Regions from separate parts of the Cricetulus griseus genome. Here region 2 is linked to region 1. The links are chromatin contacts, called in public Hi-C maps. All regions are on one chromosome and are shown on one strand. The core of a region is the stretch at or near the end of the contact, and the rest is flanking DNA. Distances in the headings are between cores, read along the strand shown.

Region 1 (5,186 bases), core at 1,433-3,932:
AAAAACGCATTCTTCTCATAAAGAAATTAAAACAACATTCAAACTCTACTGTTTGTAAGGGACACATATGTCCTTTTCTTTCTTGCCCCTCCCCACCCCAAAAATTGTTAGTCTCTTTGCTCCTTAATAGAAGAGCAAACTGGCGACATAATTCATGAGATACTTGAAATCTGCTGGACTCTAAAACCATGTATTTCCTAATACTCCATGCCTTAAAGCAGGGGGGAAGAGGAGAAACAGGATGGGAAAGACAGAACTCTGCAGCCCAGGTGTTGGACTCCTGGTTCCCAACACCTGAAGTGAGACTAACATGGAGCTGGCCCTGAACTTGGCTTACATCCGAAGACTTGTTTTCACTAAACCATCTGCTCCCGGAAATCACTGTTTTAAATCAGGATATTAAACAGAAAAAGAAAATTCCCCGGAGTCCCCTACTAGGAAGAGATAACAAGCAAACTTGGGTGTGAATTGTCCTTAAAATAAAAATCACAAGGAGAGTGTGAAGGTGGCATACGTGGAGCTGACATGGATGCCGGATGTGTTGGCTGGTAAGCCACATGGGTCCTTTGGTCCCTCTTTGGGGCCCTACACAGAGAACCAGTGAAAATTATCCAAGTGCAGCCATTCGAAGATGGTAAATGAACACAGCGGTTATGGATCTCACTCAAAAGAACAAGGAAGTCTCTATATAAAACCATTAGCAGCTTCAGAGGAGTAATTGTAGGCAGGTGTGACTGCTTCCCAGAAATTAATCAGCTAATAACCACTCATCCTTTGCACAGTCTATGCATTTATAATAGAGTTTAATAAGGTATTAACAAAAGACGGAGTAATGAATGGCACTTTAGACCCAACACAAGGGTACTGCTTAGACGAATGGAAGCCAGAGCTTTGGCCTCATATTTTGTATGGCTTTTCTCTTTAGATATGGATCTCTATTTACTATCTTGGAGACCTTGAAACATACATCCTTTATAGCTTCTCTTCCTCGAGGCAGTTAGCCTTCCCCTGCGGCCAAGGAGTGCCTGGTGTCTTCAGGTACTTCATTGGTGTTATCTGGTTTAATCTTCTAGGGTTAAGGGGAGGGTGTCTTCAGGTACTTCATTGGTGTTATCTGGTTTAATCTTCTAGGGTTAAGGGGAGAAATTTCGAAAGCATCGAAACTAGAAAGATGGGAGTGAAGCAGTTCTTCACTCCAACAGAGTGGGCAAATTGAGGAGGATGGGGGACACCACAGAGGTAGCCACCAGAGAAGGTCTAGAAGAACAGCGCTTAAAGCACTGACTGCAGGCAAAGGGGTCTCATGAAGTAGCCCAGACTCAAATAGAGTCTTTCGCTATCTTGTGATAATTCTCCATCCCTATTTGGAACCCTGATGCTCACCCACCCCCGTCCCGGCAAGATCTGTATTCAAAGCCTCCAGGGGCAGAGACATACACGCTACCACTCTCTTGGAGGAGCTGGCCAGACATTTCTTTTGCTTTGGACTGACAGAGTTAGCCAAGAGATGATTTAAAGCCCCGGCCCTGTTCCATGCCACATCTCCCGCCGCCGGCCGCGTTTTCCTTCAACAGCCATCAAGAAGTGACAGCTCCAGACATCAAACGGGAGATTAAGGACAGCCAGATGACGGCGCTGCGTTGGAGTTAGTGGGCACGACCCTACAGTCACCCGGAAAACTGTTTTCCCTATTCCGCCCCTCTCCCCCCACTCCACTGATGCGCACAGAAGGAGGTTGGGAGGCAATGGGTCTCAACCTTCCATCCTTCCCAGCAGGTGCGCCTCGGCCAGAAACACTCCTCCCTAAGGTCATTTTCGGGCGCACTGGATCGCCTTTGCCCCAAACCTGTCAGTGGAAGATTCCCAGAAGGGCGGTGGTCCTCGCATGACAGACAGCAACACTCTTCAAAGATTCCCAATCTTGGCTTAACTCTGGGATCTTAACTCTGGACATGTGTGTCCCAAACCAATGAAAAATATAATACCCAAACAGCTCCCGGGAGATCCCTCCCCCAACAGGTGAAAACCCTAAAGACCTGAGAATCATCGCTCAGTTTGTTCTTAGCCAACCGTGGACCGTGGCGGGGGCAGAAGCTTCCGGTACCACCACCCCCCCACCCTCCAAATAACACTTGTCCAGGCTCCGGAGCCTGGGGACTCGGACAGCTGCTGTCACCGCATCGCGGATGTTTAGAATTCACTAGCCCGTGGACCACCAAAGGAGCCAGGTGACCCTGCCCGGCTAGTTGATCCCGGAGGTCGGGGGAACACCAGCGCCTCACCCCTCTTACCTAGTGTTCACTGGGCCCCGGTTGGGGCATCCGCGGGGTGCGCGCCGCTCCAAGGCTCGTGCGCACCTGGCCGCCTCCCGCCTGGCCCCAGCGCTGCGGCTGCGCTAGCGCTGCATGGCACACAGGGGCTGGCCGGGGGCCCCGGGAAGCCTGTCCAGTTGGCCGCGACTCCTCCGGCTCTCGTGGCTCGCCAAGGGCTCCCCGCCTTCACCCGCCCCGCGTCAGTGCGCCCTTCCTCAGCGGCCGCCCTTTTCCCTCCGCTCTGTCGGACCGGACAAACTGGTTTCTCTGCTCCAGGGAGGAGCTTCTCGCCTCCCCCTAGCAGCGGCCGTGGCCGCGCACGACTTGGGGACCAAGCTGGAGCTGGGGCCGGGGGCGGGCCCCGCCGTCTGCCCTCCCTCGATCCCTCCCCGCGGGCGGAGAGGTGCTGGGTGGCCAGGCCTGCGGCTGTCTTACGTAGCCCTGCTCTAGATCGAGGTCCTAGCGCCCCAGAGGCAGGTGGCCACCCCTGACCGTGACCGATCTTAAGTCTATCCTGTGACCCCGCCTATTCGGCTGCAGTTGGCTCCCAGGGCACTCCTGCTTTCTGCTTTACAAGTCGCGCCCCCAACCAGCCTCGCGTCCACTGTGAGCTTGGCTGCAGGCCGGGGTAGGTGACCATGCCAGCCCGGAAAGCTGGCGGGGTTAGTGAGAGCCGGGGACCTGAACTCCTTCGGTAAGAGGAGCCGCATTTGCTCCCGGCCAAGTCACGTTTCGGGATCAGTCACTAGAGGAGGCGTTAACAGACGCCGCTAAGACTTCTAAGACTTCGAGAATCTGTAATTGCAACAAGCTCACTTTCTGCTGAGTAGTCGCACATAGTTTAGGATCTTGGGACCCGAAGGAGCGATGGTGTAACAGGCTAACTGTGTTAAGGTTGCAAGATTCAGACCTGCGTGCAAGGTTGCTGGCGGCTGTTTGAAGTATGGATTGCACCTCCCAGGCAGTATGTGAGGTGCTGTTCCTTACAGCTGCATCTCTTAGGCTCTCAGAGCTTAAGCAAAGGCCTACAGAAGTATTTAAAAGGTAACCGGATAGAGCACTTGCCTGTTAACTGTTAGCCCTCGGTACTCTCCTCTCATCCCTAAAACTAAACAATGAACCTCATAAAACCACCTTACAATTTCGTTTGTAAAATAATTCTGCAATGTAAGAACAATAAGCCAGCTTGTGTTTTTTATTTAATTTAAAACTTTAATCTTTCCGTCCTGGTGTAAATTACATCCTTTGGGCAATGTGACAAAACAAAAACCAACTATAGACTCATGTATATAAAGCATAGGGGAGGAACCCATGTCGGTCACTGGGCGGCTCCCTCTTCCTCATCTCGCGCTCTTAAATATGAACTTATCTGTACTTAATACACTCACTAGTCTTGCTGGATTCATGGCCGTATAGTCAAGGACCCAACTTTACCTAAAGAGGAATTCCTCAAGTTGCTGATGGCAGTATGGAGTTTCTCTGATGCCATTGACAATTACTGTAAGCTTTTTGGGGGGAGGGGAGAACGGAAAGACTTTCAACCTAGATGAGACAATGAATAAAAATGTGTCTTGTCTGGAAACCATCAGAAAAGGGACAGAATGCCTGAAGGTGCGGTTTTCCTCCTGTAAGCCTTTATGCCTTGGGAAGGAGGGTGTTGGAGCTGATGTTGCTGATGAAGGAGTCCTAACCTTGAAATCGGGCTCTTATCCTCTCTAACAGAACCATTTCAGTGCATTTGGTCAACTACTGTAAGCATCTCATGTACATAACAAGGATTAATTTTGAAATCTGCCTATCTCTACTCCATTGCCCACAACAGCTTGAAGGGTTCCCTTAATCTCTTAGAGACTTTGACTTAGAAGAAAGTACACCCTTGACTTCAACATGGAAAATAAATTCAGGCTGAGCCAACATGAAGTGGCTAGGCTTTATTCAAAATGGAAAGAGGCGGGGCTGGAGAGATGGCTCTGTGTTTAAGAGCACTGGCTGTTTTCCGAAGACCCTGGTTAAATTCCCAGCACCTAAATGGTAGCTCACAACTGTCCATAACTCTGGTTCAGGCAATCTGGTGCCCTCTTATGGCTTCATGGCACTGAACATACTTGGTACACAGGCGTGTTGGCAGGCGAGAAACCCATGCATGTAAAATAAAGAATAAGGAGTGGTAACTCTTTCCAGTTCCTGCTTTGGTAAATCTACTCTAGCTACTGTTTCTGTTTTCCCTTTGTACATCACTATGTACCTACAAGGGGACTGTATTGGCAGAACCAGCTCAGTTGTACTGAAATTATTTTTGAGAATAGCTCTTTTTTTCTACAAGGTAAAAATTTAAGGATGCAAGATGATCTTAAAAGGGAATGAAACCACCTGAATTCACTCTACTAACCCCAGGCAGCATTTAAGTTAATATATTCTCAACAATGGAAGTTATAGAGGCCACACAAAGCACAGTCAATCCCTACCCTAAATTGGCAGTCAAGATGAACTTAGCTAGAAGGTAACTTCTACAAACCATGCTCCAGAATTTTATTTTTGGAGGGAGGGTATCAGCAGGGTGAAAGAACCTGTACCCAGCATGTTAAGACAACATACTTTAAGCACAGAGGCCTTCCTGTAAATTTATCTTTGCAGTGCCTAATGGCAGAAACTTCAAATATCTGCCTCTTTCCTTAAATGGTGTTTTGAACAGCAGAGACACATGACACATTCTATTTCCTTTTTATATGTATTTATTTTTTGTGAGGGGTGAGGCAAGTCTTGTATGTGGAGGTCAGAGAACAACTTGCCAGAATCAGTTCTCTTTCCACCATGTGTGTCCCCCCTGGGTTGAAATCGTGTTATCAGAATTGGCAGCAAGTGCTTCAACCAGCT
Region 2 (5,186 bases), core at 1,337-3,836, 110 kb before region 1:
ATATGGTCAAGAAAAGGCACATACCTGAAAATTGACCGTTATTACTAGAGCTGAGGCCACTGTGACAGCAAAGGACTGGTAGTCTGAAGGTGCCTCTCCATCCTGTCCCACTGTTTGTAGGTAAGCACCAAGTGGTATGAAGAAGAGGACCATGGATGTTAAGACGCCATGCAGCAAACTGACAAAGAATTTCTTGTAGTTGAACAGCAAGTCCCTCTGTCCCACTACATACAACCCGGGGAACCGGAGGCTCAGTTTGTCACTCACATCCTTAAAGAGAAAACAAAGTTAGAACGATTAGTGAATACCATTAGGTAAACATGTGGGTTTGTCACAATTTGTATCTTGTATCTCACAAACAGCTGCCACTTGCACCTGTGTTTTAGAAAGGCAAGCAGGAAGCCAGATCAGTATTTCTGTGTGGAGACATCAATCATGAAGCGATCACCAGTATTTTATGTTTACAGAGAGTAGTATGGGGGTTTTATTACGGCACTAGCAAAGACAATCAATTAGTAATGGCAAAAAATATGTGGAGATTATTTTTAACCTCCTGAGATAATGAATTTGTATTATTACAGATCTAGAGGAAGAATACTCACATAGAAATTGATAAACTAACCCTTAATTACCCCCATTTATTTATTATTAGTTATTCATTTCCTAAGACTGGCTTGTCCTTCAAAATGTGATTTAGGAATTAAATATACCAACTTTGGAAAGTGTTAAAATTTACTTTTTAAATCAACAAGTTATTATTGTTAATTAACATTGCTAAGTTAATCAAAGGTTATTGATTTTTAAATCAATAAGTTGTATAAAACATGCTGGATTGTCAGGAGTCTGAACAGCCAGATGTCTGCAAGGAACATATAAGCACTCTTGCTAATGATGAGTTACAGAAACTCTTTTCCTGAAAGAACATGAAGCAGTTATTGTTGTTTGACAGGTGGACTAGGGCAGACTCAGGATGAGTAAAGCTGGTAGAATGTACTGATGTGTTTGCTGTCATCTCCCTGGAGGTGGATGGGTTTGTTCAGAGCACCCCAGCCCACAGCTCCTACCTGGTCAAGCAGCCCCATGAGGAGTACAGGCAAACTGGAGTACAGCACATTGTATAGGGTGATAAACCAGTCCTCATACGCCGTCTGCAAAGGGAGGACAGAGGCTCTGTGTCATGCACAAAGACAGATTGCAGGTCTGCTTTCTCCATACAGGATTGTCCCTTGACAAGTAGGAACGCTATTCTGAAGAGAAAGCACTCCTCAGCTACTCATGTACAAAATGTGAGCTTGTCTATGCAGTGGGTAGCACCACAGAGCTTTCCATAGCATCAATCTTCTCCAACCCTTTCCTTAAATGTGTGCATGGGAACACTACCAAAGGTTTTGCTAAAGCCTTTGCTTTAGTCAGAATAGGACTCTATTCTGACAGATAATACTAGAAAAATCAGTGTTCATTAATTTTTTATAGCTTTAAATTATGTGTTATGTGTGTGCTTATGAGTGTGGGTGGGTATGTGCACATGAGTGTAGATTCTCACAAATACCAGAAGAGGGCTTTGGGTCCTCTGGAATGGGAGTTACAGGTAGTGTGAGCCGCCTGACAAGAGTATTGGGAACCAAATTCTGGTCTTCAGTAAGAATAGTGTGTACTCTTAGCCTTGAGACATTTCTCCAGTCATGTTCACCAGTTATGTACTTTCTTGTTAGTGAATTATAATTTTGAAACTCGATTGGAATATTTAAAACTTTTTTAATACTTGAAAAAGAATACTAAAATAAAACTAGTTCAGGAGGACTGGCAAGGTGGATCAGCAGACAAAGACCCTTGCCACAAAAGTCTGGTGACCAAAGTTTGACCCCTGGAGACCAAGTAAAGATAGGAGGAGAGAACTGACTCTACAGAGTCGTTTTTCTGACCTCTCAATGTGCACTGTGGTACATACGCACCTACAGAGATGCACTTACAATCAACCAATAAAATGTTTAAAAGAACTAGCATTTTATTTATGCAGAAGTTCTACTGAACAAATAGTTTTAAAGGACTAATGTTCTATTACCTGTGCCGAGTAGCCATTGAAGAAGGAGTACCAAAAATGCACTAAAGTAAACGCAAAGTTCTTGTAAAAGAAGTATCGTAGGAACTTGCACATCCTTATGTAAGACCACCGGCCATGGACCAGCAGCAACCTCTGCAGATATCTGAACTGAGCAAAAGAATAGTCACTGGACATGACAGCTTGCATTCCTTCTTGTCCACTTATTCCAACACCAATGTGGGCAGCTATGGGGCAGAGGGAAAGAAACGATAGGTCAGACACTGCTTTTAAGTCAAGGCATTGAGCGACTGAAGACTTTCCTCAGCAAAATCAAAACAAAAGCTCTTGCAAACCATCCCCCACCTCCAGCTCCTGATTCAATTCAAAGTCAGAGGGACAAGTGTGCTAGACCCACAAATGGGACTCCATAAATACTTGTGATAGGATCTCAGGTGGGTGGTGAATTCCATTTGGATTATCTGCCCAATACATCAGTCATCTCTTCCACCCACAGGGTGAGCCCCAGGCACCCTTATGGGCCCCAGATGAGTCAGCTGCATGTCACTTATGGTAGATATGCAAAACTAGCCCTATCAACCTCCATTCTCCCTTTGTTGTAAGTACAGAAGGCAGGAAAGCAAATAGGTATACCTTCCCAGACTGCTGTAGTTGGTTTCATTGGGACTGCAGGCCCACAGTTTACATCCACTCATGACTTGGAAACTGAGGTGACCTGGAGCTTACAATTGCCTTCCCTTTTTGACATTTTTTTTAAAAAAATTATTTAACTTTATTTTATGTGCAATGGTGTGACGGCATCAGATCCCCTGGAACTAGAGTCACATGCATTTGTTAGCTGCCTCGTGGGTGCTGGGAATTGAACCCAGGTTCTCTGGAAGAACAGCCACTGCTCTTAACCGTTGAACCACCTCTGCAGCCCCCCTTTTTGACATTTTTGTAGTAGAGTTTGTATCCATTTTTCAGCTGCCCAGATATTGATAGACAACCACAGAGGCTTCTTGATTGAGAAACTCTTCAGAGGGACCTAAAAGTTAGAAGCTCTCCTAGTGAACTTTTCTCTCTTTGGGATCCTGGAATTAGCACAGAGGTGTGCTAGTGTCTAGAAATACCATGTAAATTATCTCAGTGTGGAATGGATTTATTTTTTTCTGAAGGTTTCTAAGAGAGCAAGAAAGACAGGCAGGCAGGCAGACTGACAGGCACTGGGCTCCCCATATAATTGTAGGTCCTGATTCCAATGTCTTTCTGAAGCCTGGCTTTTTAGCCAGGGTGAGACTTCTTTAAACATTTTTGTTTGTTTGTTTTAATTGATTTTATTTTCAGATTTTGTCCCATGTAGCTCATATGCTAGTCTCAAACTCACTTTGTAGCTAAGGATGGCTTTGAACTCCCAATCCTCTGCCTCCACCACCTGGTGGAGTTCTGTTCTACCATGTCAGGTTTATGTGGTGCTGTGGGTGTCACCCAGGACCTTGTACATGATAGACAAGGAATCTACAAACTGACTTACATTCTCAACTCCTTTATATCCTTTTAAATGATTTTTTTCTCAAGCCAGCTTTGTCTTCTAACATTCCTAATCAAAATAATTTTAACTGATGCTTCCTTCAGTTTTCAAAGGCCCACTTGTAGTTTTAAGACACACACACACACACACACACAGCAGAGGAAAAGGTTTCCAGAACTTTGTTAATCCATTTAATAGTCATTAAACACATTTTCAAGTTAGAAAATCTGTAATTTTGTCCAGGTCTTAAAAATTAATGTAAACATTGACAGTGAAGTGTTTTAGAGAAAATGTGTTGGAGAACACACCATCACTCCAACCTCAAGAAGTAACTTCACAGGCTACAGTTTCCAAATAGAAAGAAGCCTCTAAAATCTGGTCCCAATTTTGAGCCCAAAGTATGAAAAATTGAAAACATAATTAAAGGAAATTGTCCAGGCCCATGTTTTCAATTATACTTTGTGGCTCTAATAGCAAGAAGGGGAGAGGAGGCTATGGGAGGGCATGGGAAGGTATGGGAGGGATGGGAGGGCATGGGAGGGCATGGGAGGGTATGGGAGGGTATGGGAGGGCATCGGAGGAAAGGAAGAAAAATTGCTCTCATTCAGTGATTTATAACTCTTTTCAAAACACATAAACAGTGTGTACAACCAGTTGTGGTTGCCAAAATGCTTTCCTACCAAACCATGGCCTCCTTTGTCTCTGACCAAGCAACAGAGAGAAATGTTGAGATTCCCAGTAGGCTGCCAAGACCCAAAGAAGAGGCACTCTCTTAGGCCCCTGTCTGCAGTCCTTTAACTTTGCCATGGAGAAGTGTGTGAAAACCAACACAGACAGAGTTCACAGGGTAACTGAGGACGGATGAACTAAGGCAACACTGTTTCCCCCTAAAATCCAAACAAAAACCTAGTGCTGTTGTTTTGCCAAAAGATCATGTTGTCACATTGCCTTCTGGACAATTTATGTTCATTCCCATAGTTTGGTGCTGTCTCAACCTTGGTCAGAGGCATTTTTGGTTTTGTTTTGCAGTGGGCAGCTGTTGATGCAGACACTCAAAACTGGCTACAGTGCTGAGAATAAGTGACCACTGAATGCCCAGCTCTAAGCGGGACATCTATATTGGGACATCTATAGTGATACCCTCAGGACAGTTGAGGCAGGAAGAATGTAAGAGCTGGAGGATGGGCAGGAGTTCTGTGAAATGCTGCCTTCAAGACACAACATGGCTGTTACAGGCATGGACTTACAGCAGCCATGGTCACCTGCATAAGACCTGTACAAGACGAGGGCAGTCGGTAATTCTATGGGTGAGGGAGGGGCTGATGAGGTCTCACCTCAACTCAAGGAGCTATTGCCACCTGGTTGATGGCTGATGGGAGTTGGGGAGTAAGTTTTCTTCAGGGGTATGGCTCCAGGTAGGTTGCCGGCACCTCAATTTTCATGAAATCCCAAATGCAGTCTAATGACTCACTAGTAAACACGCCTTCATAATTCCTCAAAACTGATTACTTCCTAAGGCTTCCTGCCTCTATTTCATCTCTCTTAATTCATGTGTATTCTCAGGGTCTAAGGCCAAGAAGAGGCAACACTCATTCAGCTCATGTGAGACATCTTCAG

What was found. A called contact is a pair of places that touch in the nucleus more often than the background predicts.
Region 2: a contact with region 1 is called in a Hi-C map of the CHK-Q cell line, with 5 times the contacts expected there. The contact joins two enhancer-like sites. A contact is called at or near these places in 2 of 8 Hi-C or Micro-C datasets (the CHK-Q cell line and liver).

The regions. Positions count from the first base shown.
Region 1 is chr2:174,599,432-174,604,617 of CriGri-PICRH-1.0, reverse strand. No RefSeq gene overlaps it. Among named protein-coding and RNA genes, the nearest start is that of Atp8b1, 55 kb to the left of the region's middle. Within about 2 kb of position 2,682, at least 5 of the 6 cell types and tissues checked have open chromatin away from gene starts, as enhancers often do.
Region 2 is chr2:174,706,446-174,711,631 of CriGri-PICRH-1.0, reverse strand. It overlaps Atp8b1 (phospholipid-transporting ATPase IC), which reads right to left. Exons shown (of 27, transcript XM_035440120.1): 22 at 2,063-2,286; 23 at 1,065-1,148; 24 at 25-270. Among named protein-coding and RNA genes, the nearest start is that of Nars1, 21 kb to the left of the region's middle. Within about 2 kb of position 2,586, at least 1 of the 6 cell types and tissues checked has open chromatin away from gene starts, as enhancers often do.